Linked DNA regions of Lactuca sativa: region 1 is linked to region 2. The links are chromatin contacts, called in public Hi-C maps. All regions are on one chromosome and are shown on one strand. The core of a region is the stretch at or near the end of the contact, and the rest is flanking DNA. Distances in the headings are between cores, read along the strand shown.

What was found. A called contact is a pair of places that touch in the nucleus more often than the background predicts.
Region 1: a Hi-C map of leaf shows a contact between it and region 2, with 4 times the contacts expected there. The contact joins the promoter of LOC111896946 here to the promoter of LOC111896908 in region 2. A contact is called at or near these places in 2 of 4 Hi-C or Micro-C datasets (both in leaf).

What each region holds. Positions count from the first base shown.
Region 1 is chr1:88,847,447-88,850,820 of Lsat_Salinas_v11, forward strand. LOC111896946 (transcription factor bHLH62) reads left to right here and starts at 1,485. Exons shown (of 8, transcript XM_023892920.2): 1 at 1,485-2,623; 2 at 2,716-2,949; 3 at 3,042-3,107; 4 at 3,209-3,277; 5 at 3,361-3,374. The coding sequence starts at 1,727.
Region 2 is chr1:88,663,010-88,666,789 of Lsat_Salinas_v11, forward strand. It overlaps LOC111896908 (ras-related protein RABA5c), which reads left to right and starts at 2,026. Exons shown (of 2, transcript XM_023892876.3): 1 at 2,026-2,502; 2 at 2,812-3,308. The coding sequence starts at 2,169. The coding sequence ends at 3,131.

The DNA.
Region 1 (3,374 bases), core at 235-2,734, 180 kb after region 2:
CCTACAAAAATACCCATTTGTTTGTATTTTTATTCTTGAAACGGAGGTGATGTGTCATGTGATATTCTTAGCCTAAACTTTTCTTATGAGATTGTGATGGTATTAAAGTTACTAATCAAGAAGAGATGTATTTTATTGATGATTAGCATTGCAACAATTCATGACAAGACCTGTGACCAGCTACGAACCCGACATAAATATAAGGTTTGTCGGAGTGGCTTCAGTCTTCCTCAACAAAACCTGATTTGGACTTGGTGAACACTAGGCCACCAACTCGGCATGACGAGTTGAGTAGCTAAAATCGATAGAAATGTGTCCTCATTCTTCTTCCTCCCCTCTTCCTCCTTTTTTCTTCCTCACTCGGCAGACCGCCCCTCCTCCTCTCCCTCTCTTATTCTCCCGAGCTTCTTCCCCCCATTTTTCTAATGTGGCGTTCGACAGATGCTTTCATGACTTCGCCTAGTCTAAACATGGTTGGGTTGAGTTTTCTGACTAGCCAACCCAGTTATTATGTAGGTCGTTTTTGGGTTTGCAAATAATTTTTCGGGTTGATCCATGAACCCGCTTATTTTATTAGATTAAAAAAGGGGAAATATATGAGTTGAGTGGTCAAACTCGATATAAATGTGTCGAGTCTCATCCTTCTTCCTCACTCGGCTGATCACCCCTCCTATTCTCCGTCTCTTCTTCTTCCGAGCTTCTTCCCCCCATTTTTCTGATGTGGCGTTCGGCAGATGATGCCACGAATCCGCCCAGCCTAAAAAGGGTTGGGTTGAGTTTTCTGACTCACCAACCCATTTATTATACAGATGGTTTTTGGGTTTGCAAATAATTTTTCGGGTTGATCCATGAACCCGCTTATTTTATTAGTTTTAAAAAAAAGTAAAAAATATATGTATTACATAAATTAAAGAGTATGACTAACAAGTACATCCGTAAATTTAGATTTTTTTCCCATGATTTGTGAACTTGAATCTGACTTATGAACACGGATATGACCCCACGAACCTACAAACTCGTATAATTAAATGAGTTATGCAGGTTAACATGTTAAGAATATTCCGAGTTAACTTTGAGCAAGACGACATATATATTTATATAAGTCCGGTTTTAGTTTTTATGACATGTTAACCCGAACACTACATGATTGTCACCCATAATATTTATTGTTGCATTGGACCCAATCAAAACTTTGATTGCTAAATATTTTTTTACAAGTAATGTGTTAGTGTTATATCTCATTAGAAAAAAAATTAAAATGACATGTTGGAGCCACTTAAGATGTCGTATTTATATTGCAAACATTAAAACTTTTTTAATGTTTAGAGCTTTATCGAATATAATTAATCCTTGCATGATTGATAAACAAATCTCAAATATTTTGTTAGCTAGTAATATCATTAACCCTATTATATTTGAATAAAAAAGAAAGTTGAAAGGGACATCTTCTTTATTTTTTTAATCTTTTGTTTATTGCTTCCTCTTCACTTTCCTTCCCCATCTTTTTCCAACTTTCTTCCCCTTTTTTTTCTTTCTGCTTTTCTGTTATTACCCAACTGCTCTCCAACACAACCCCTTTATCTTTCACATACTCGACTTGAGTGACTTCCAAGAACCAACAACATTATTAAGTTTCCAATCTCCCTTTCTTAATTCCCCCAAAATCAGACACCCATTTTGGGATTTTGATAATACCAATCACAAATTCAGATCACTTATTTCAAATATGGAAAAAGATAGCTTCTTTAGCACTGAAGGTAATGGGATTCCACACGCCTGGAATTCAGTCTTCGGAATGGAAATTGAAAGTCAAGTTAGCGAAATGAATTGTAGCTCCGAACAGATTCCCAATTGCTTTTTCAATCGCAATTGGGATAATTCAATGGATCAGAGCGATCCCTTTGAATCTGCCTTGAGTTCCATTGTCTCATCTCCAGTGAATTCGCATCCTGGAATCCCAATTCCGAGTTGTGGAGGTGAGAACGTGGTGCTCAGGGAATTGATTGGTAGATTAGGAAGCATATGTAATTCTGGGGAGATTTCACCTCAGTCTTGTATACAAGGAAACAATAGCGCCAACACGTCATGCTACAATACTCCATTGAATTCGCCACCGAAGCTCAATTTGTCAATAATGGATCATCATCAGATTCAAGGGAATTTGCCAATTCCCAGGAATCATCAATTACCATTGGCCCCTTTCCCTGCAGATCCTGGATTTGTCGAGAGAGCAGCCAGATTCTCTTGCTTTGGTGGGAAGAATTTTGGGGTGAAAGAATCCGAATTCCCCCATATGGTGGAATCAGGAAAATTGTCAAGAGTGTCAAGTAATCAGTCGTTCAAGACTACTGGATCTCAGTTCGTGGGAATTCAAGAAGAAGGAACTGGAACTCCAATTCCGGCTTCTGATAAGAAATTCAGCAGGTTATCCATGTCGTTGACTTCAGAAAACAAGGAATTGGATAATTCCATGGAGGAATCATCCTTATCCGAACAGATCCCTGGTGGGGAAACCGGAATTAAAGGTCAACATACCAGTTCCAATGGCAGAAAGAGAAAGGCAATTCCGAAGGGGAAAGGAAAAGAAACCCAATTCAGCGCTCAATCTACAAAAGACACCACGGTAAATTCATTCAATTCTTCTCTTTCACGACAACCAATTTTGATATTTAAGAAATTCTGTAAATTAAAGACCTTTTTTTTGTTCTGTTTCAGACTGTGGTAGAACAAGAAAAAGAGGAATCAGATGCAAAAAGAAGCAGGTCGGATGAAGAAGGTAATGCTACAGAAAAAGAAAAGGAAAAGGAAAAGGAAAAGGTAGAAGGGAATGGGAATGGGAATCAGAAGCAAACGAAGGAAACAGCAAAACTACCAGAGCCACCGAAGGACTACATTCATGTCCGAGCAAGAAGAGGTCAAGCTACGGATAGTCACAGTCTTGCTGAAAGGGTATGTCAATTCCATTCCATTCGTTTCAATTCCATTCCATTCTTTTCTTTTATGTCATGAAACCAATTGACATTCTATTTTGGAAATTTTAGGTCAGAAGAGAGAAGATAAGTGAGAGGATGAAGTTCCTTCAAGATCTTGTTCCTGGTTGCAACAAGGTAAAAAGAAAAAAAAAATCATTTATTTATTTATTATACATTGAAATTTTTTACAAATTGTTTGTAATTTGAGATTTTTATTTTTTTATTTTTAATTAAAGGTGACAGGAAAGGCTGTAATGCTGGATGAGATTATAAATTACGTACAATCATTGCAGAGACAAGTTGAGGTACATACAGACTAATTCAAATAAAAAATATATTAATTTTCTTAATTATATAAATATTAATATATCGATTTTCTTTTTAATAGTTCTTGTCAATGAA
Region 2 (3,780 bases), core at 776-3,275:
AATCCACTCATACCCGATAGTCAACTTTAATGTAAAACAGATAAATTACTTGTTAGCAAAGAGCTACCCAAGTGGAAGGTTAGTGCAAAAGGGAAAAGATATATCATTTTTATAATCTTTATGTCAATTTGCATCAATTCAACAACCGAAGTTCTTAATATATTTTCGTTATAATAAAAGCAAAATTCTTAACTTATTTATGGACTTATGGTCATATTAATTTCAATTTATATCGTATTTACCATTTTTTTATATAAATGAATATGTTGGAAGTTTAACTAGTACATAAATCATAGTTTCTCATTATAGCAAGAAAAAAAAAATTACAATGTAGTAATGTTTTTATCCGTCATCACTATTTGATCAAATATGCTCAACCAAGTGAGAATGAAGTTAATGATAAAGTCTGTTTGAACGTACTCCTAGACTATTTTGAAGATATTTTAGGAGATCTTTCATGAAACTTTGAAAAATCTTATTTGAATGATCTATTTCTTCGTGGGTCCGATTAATTATATTGTATCGCATTCATCGTAACAATCTATTTAAGCAAAAGTATGCATATTTTCACAATATTTTCAAATGTTCTAACTATTGTCGTGATAGTCCTTTAACAATAGTCAAACGAAATCTAAATACCTAAAATGACCATTTTGCACCCTTTCTCACGCCCTCTTATTATTCATTAACTAATTTTATTTTTGGAACATGTAGACATAAAAAACTTTTCATGGAACTAGCCCATTTTAGATCAATCTCAAGTCTCAACTACAGATAATATCCTTTGGTAAATTATGTGAATTTTTTAATGAATATTACTTCTGGTGCCTCTCGCTACAAGACAAAAAAAATTCAAGCACTCGTCATAACAATCTACATAGGCCCCATAAGCTTGTTAATGGATAGCCTTCATAAAGTTCATCTATAACATTAGGCTTGAACATAATTTTTTCGATTGGATTCATGGCGTTGTGTCACGCTACTTGATGTATCCGATCGATCATTTGGAAGGTAACATCATAAAGGAACCCAACTGACATTTTCACAACATCAAATATAAATGTTAGCTCACATAAATCATTATTGGATATTAGAATTACCAACAATATCTTATATGCTCTCGGATGTATTAAATTTTTTACATCAATCTTTGTCATGCAAATGATCCCAAAAATGTCGAAAACAACTCATCCCAATGAACTATTCGAAGGAGTCATTGAAGCTTATATCGTGGATCTACCATTTAAATGATTAATGAAAAACTTTATCTTTCATAGTAAGGAAAACAATTAGTATTATAACCCAATTGGTATTTATGTTGTGATAACACAAAATTGAGAGTTGCATAAAATGCTAATCATATGAGAAATACATAGATAACTAAATGTGGTAAAATGTATATGAGAATGTGAGGATTCTTGTTTAGGATTTCAATGGACAAGAGTGAGAAGGGATCCGATGGTATCTTGGTAGAGTCTAAGGCTTCTAATGGTAGATAACAATTGGGTTTTTAAGTTGTTTGGAAAACTATTTGTGTTTAATTTAATTTGAAACACTTTATTTGTTTAGTTTAGTATTATGTTTTATTCTCTGTGTTATTCTATGCTTCTTGATGAAGTAACATGACTTAATTTTCTATTCTCCTATTTACACGTTATCATTATAATAGCAAACTCATTGGTAATTCCAATTAGAATAAAATAGAAGAGGTATATAATAAAATATATATTTAAAAAAAAAAAAAAAAAAACACGACCACATCATTACCTCTCATACCTCATTCCAATTGGGATTATCTTTCATTGTTAGTGGTGTTTTTTTTTTAATATCTTTTATGTATAGCATTTTTATTGAAAAGTAACAAATATAGAACGAAATAGTGGTGAAAGATTGACTTCTTGTGAAATTAAAAATATTTTATTAAATATCATATGGAGGAAATTTGCATTTTCTTTTTTCTTTATAATTTTTTTGAGTAATTTGGCGGCCGAAAATGGGGTCCAATAATAAAAGCATCTCTGTCTCTGCAACTCTGCCAGCCTTTCTTCAACCGTTTCTTGCTGTCCACCCTCCCAAATCAGAATCACAACTACAAAATTACAAATTCAATCAAACAATTAAACCCCAAATCTTTCTTAATTTCACCAACAGATCACAACTCCACAAAAATGGACTCATCGGACGACGAAGGAGAGGAGTACTTGTTCAAAGTAGTCATCATCGGAGACTCAGCAGTCGGAAAATCAAACCTGCTATCTCGTTACGCTCGAAATGAGTTCAATATGCATTCCAAAGCTACAATCGGAGTCGAGTTTCAAACTCAGAGCATGGAAATCGACGGGAAGGAGGTCAAGGCTCAGATTTGGGACACCGCAGGCCAGGAACGCTTCCGTGCAGTCACCTCCGCTTACTACCGTGGTGCCGTTGGTGCCCTAATTGTTTACGATATTTCCCGGAGCACCACATTCGATAGCGTCTCCCGATGGCTCGAGGAGCTCAATAGTGAGTTTAATTTACTACGATCTGATCTCGTTTTGCTTTAGCTTAATTCGTTCATTATGTGCTTTGGATCAATTCATTTGAATCGTTTCTAGCTAGATCGAGATGCATACAAGTGTTTTGAAAATGTTTTTGACTGAATTTGAACACTTATGGACATGATCACATGAATCTGAGGTGATGTGATTTAATCCCATGTAGAAAAACTCTGATTGGATTCATAATTTGGGATCTTCCAGTTCAAATCCTGAATTTGTCATATCCAATTTCAAATTCCAATTCCTTTAACAGATTTCATTCCTTATAATGCAGCTCATTCAGAGACAACAGTGGCAAGAATGTTAGTGGGAAACAAATGCGATCTGAACAACATCAGAGCTGTGTCTGTTGAAGATGGCAAGAACCTTGCAGAAAAAAACGGATTGTTCTTCATGGAAACATCAGCACTCGATTCAACAAATGTGAAAACAGCTTTTGAAATGGTGATTCGTGAGATTTACAACAATGTTAGCAGAAAAGTTTTGAATTCAGATTCATATAAAGCCGAGTTATCTTTAAACAGGGTCACTCTTCCAAATGATGGTGATGCTGGATCTAAGCAAGATCAAACCAGATACTCTTGTTGTTCTTGATTTTTCGTATTCTTTTCTTGATTATTTTTCGAAATTAAATTTATTTTGTTGGATTTTATTACGTGAATGGTAAAATTTGCCATTTTTTTTTGTTTTTTTAACCATGTTGATTTGACAAACTGCATATATAATTATATATCTATTTATGTATCTACATTAATTTGAATTTTTTGTTCATCACATCCAAAAACTTAACTGAAAGCATTTTAATTGCTTGAGAATGTTTATTTATTCATTTTTAATAACAAAAAAGTGATAAATTTAGATTTTATTAATTATCTTCATCTGTTAATTAAAAGGTTAAACATCATTATTTGTTAATTAAAAAGTTAAAATCATTATTTGTTATATAAAAGGTTGGAAAACTATCTTTTAAATAATTGAAAATGTCGAAAAGACCAATATTCTAAATTAAACAACAATAACAATGGGTATACATAACATTAAATAAAAAAAATATTAAAATAAAACTAGATTAAGAAAAAAATTATATTACCTTGAAAACAATAATTATCATTTTAAAAACATCAAGAGTGAGAGCATGATAGAAATCTTAAGAGATGTCTCATTGGAGAAGTCAAAGAGTTGGTAATGTTCGACAAGGTTCTGTCCATGCTCAAAGACATGTATTATGTCATTGCAATTAGAT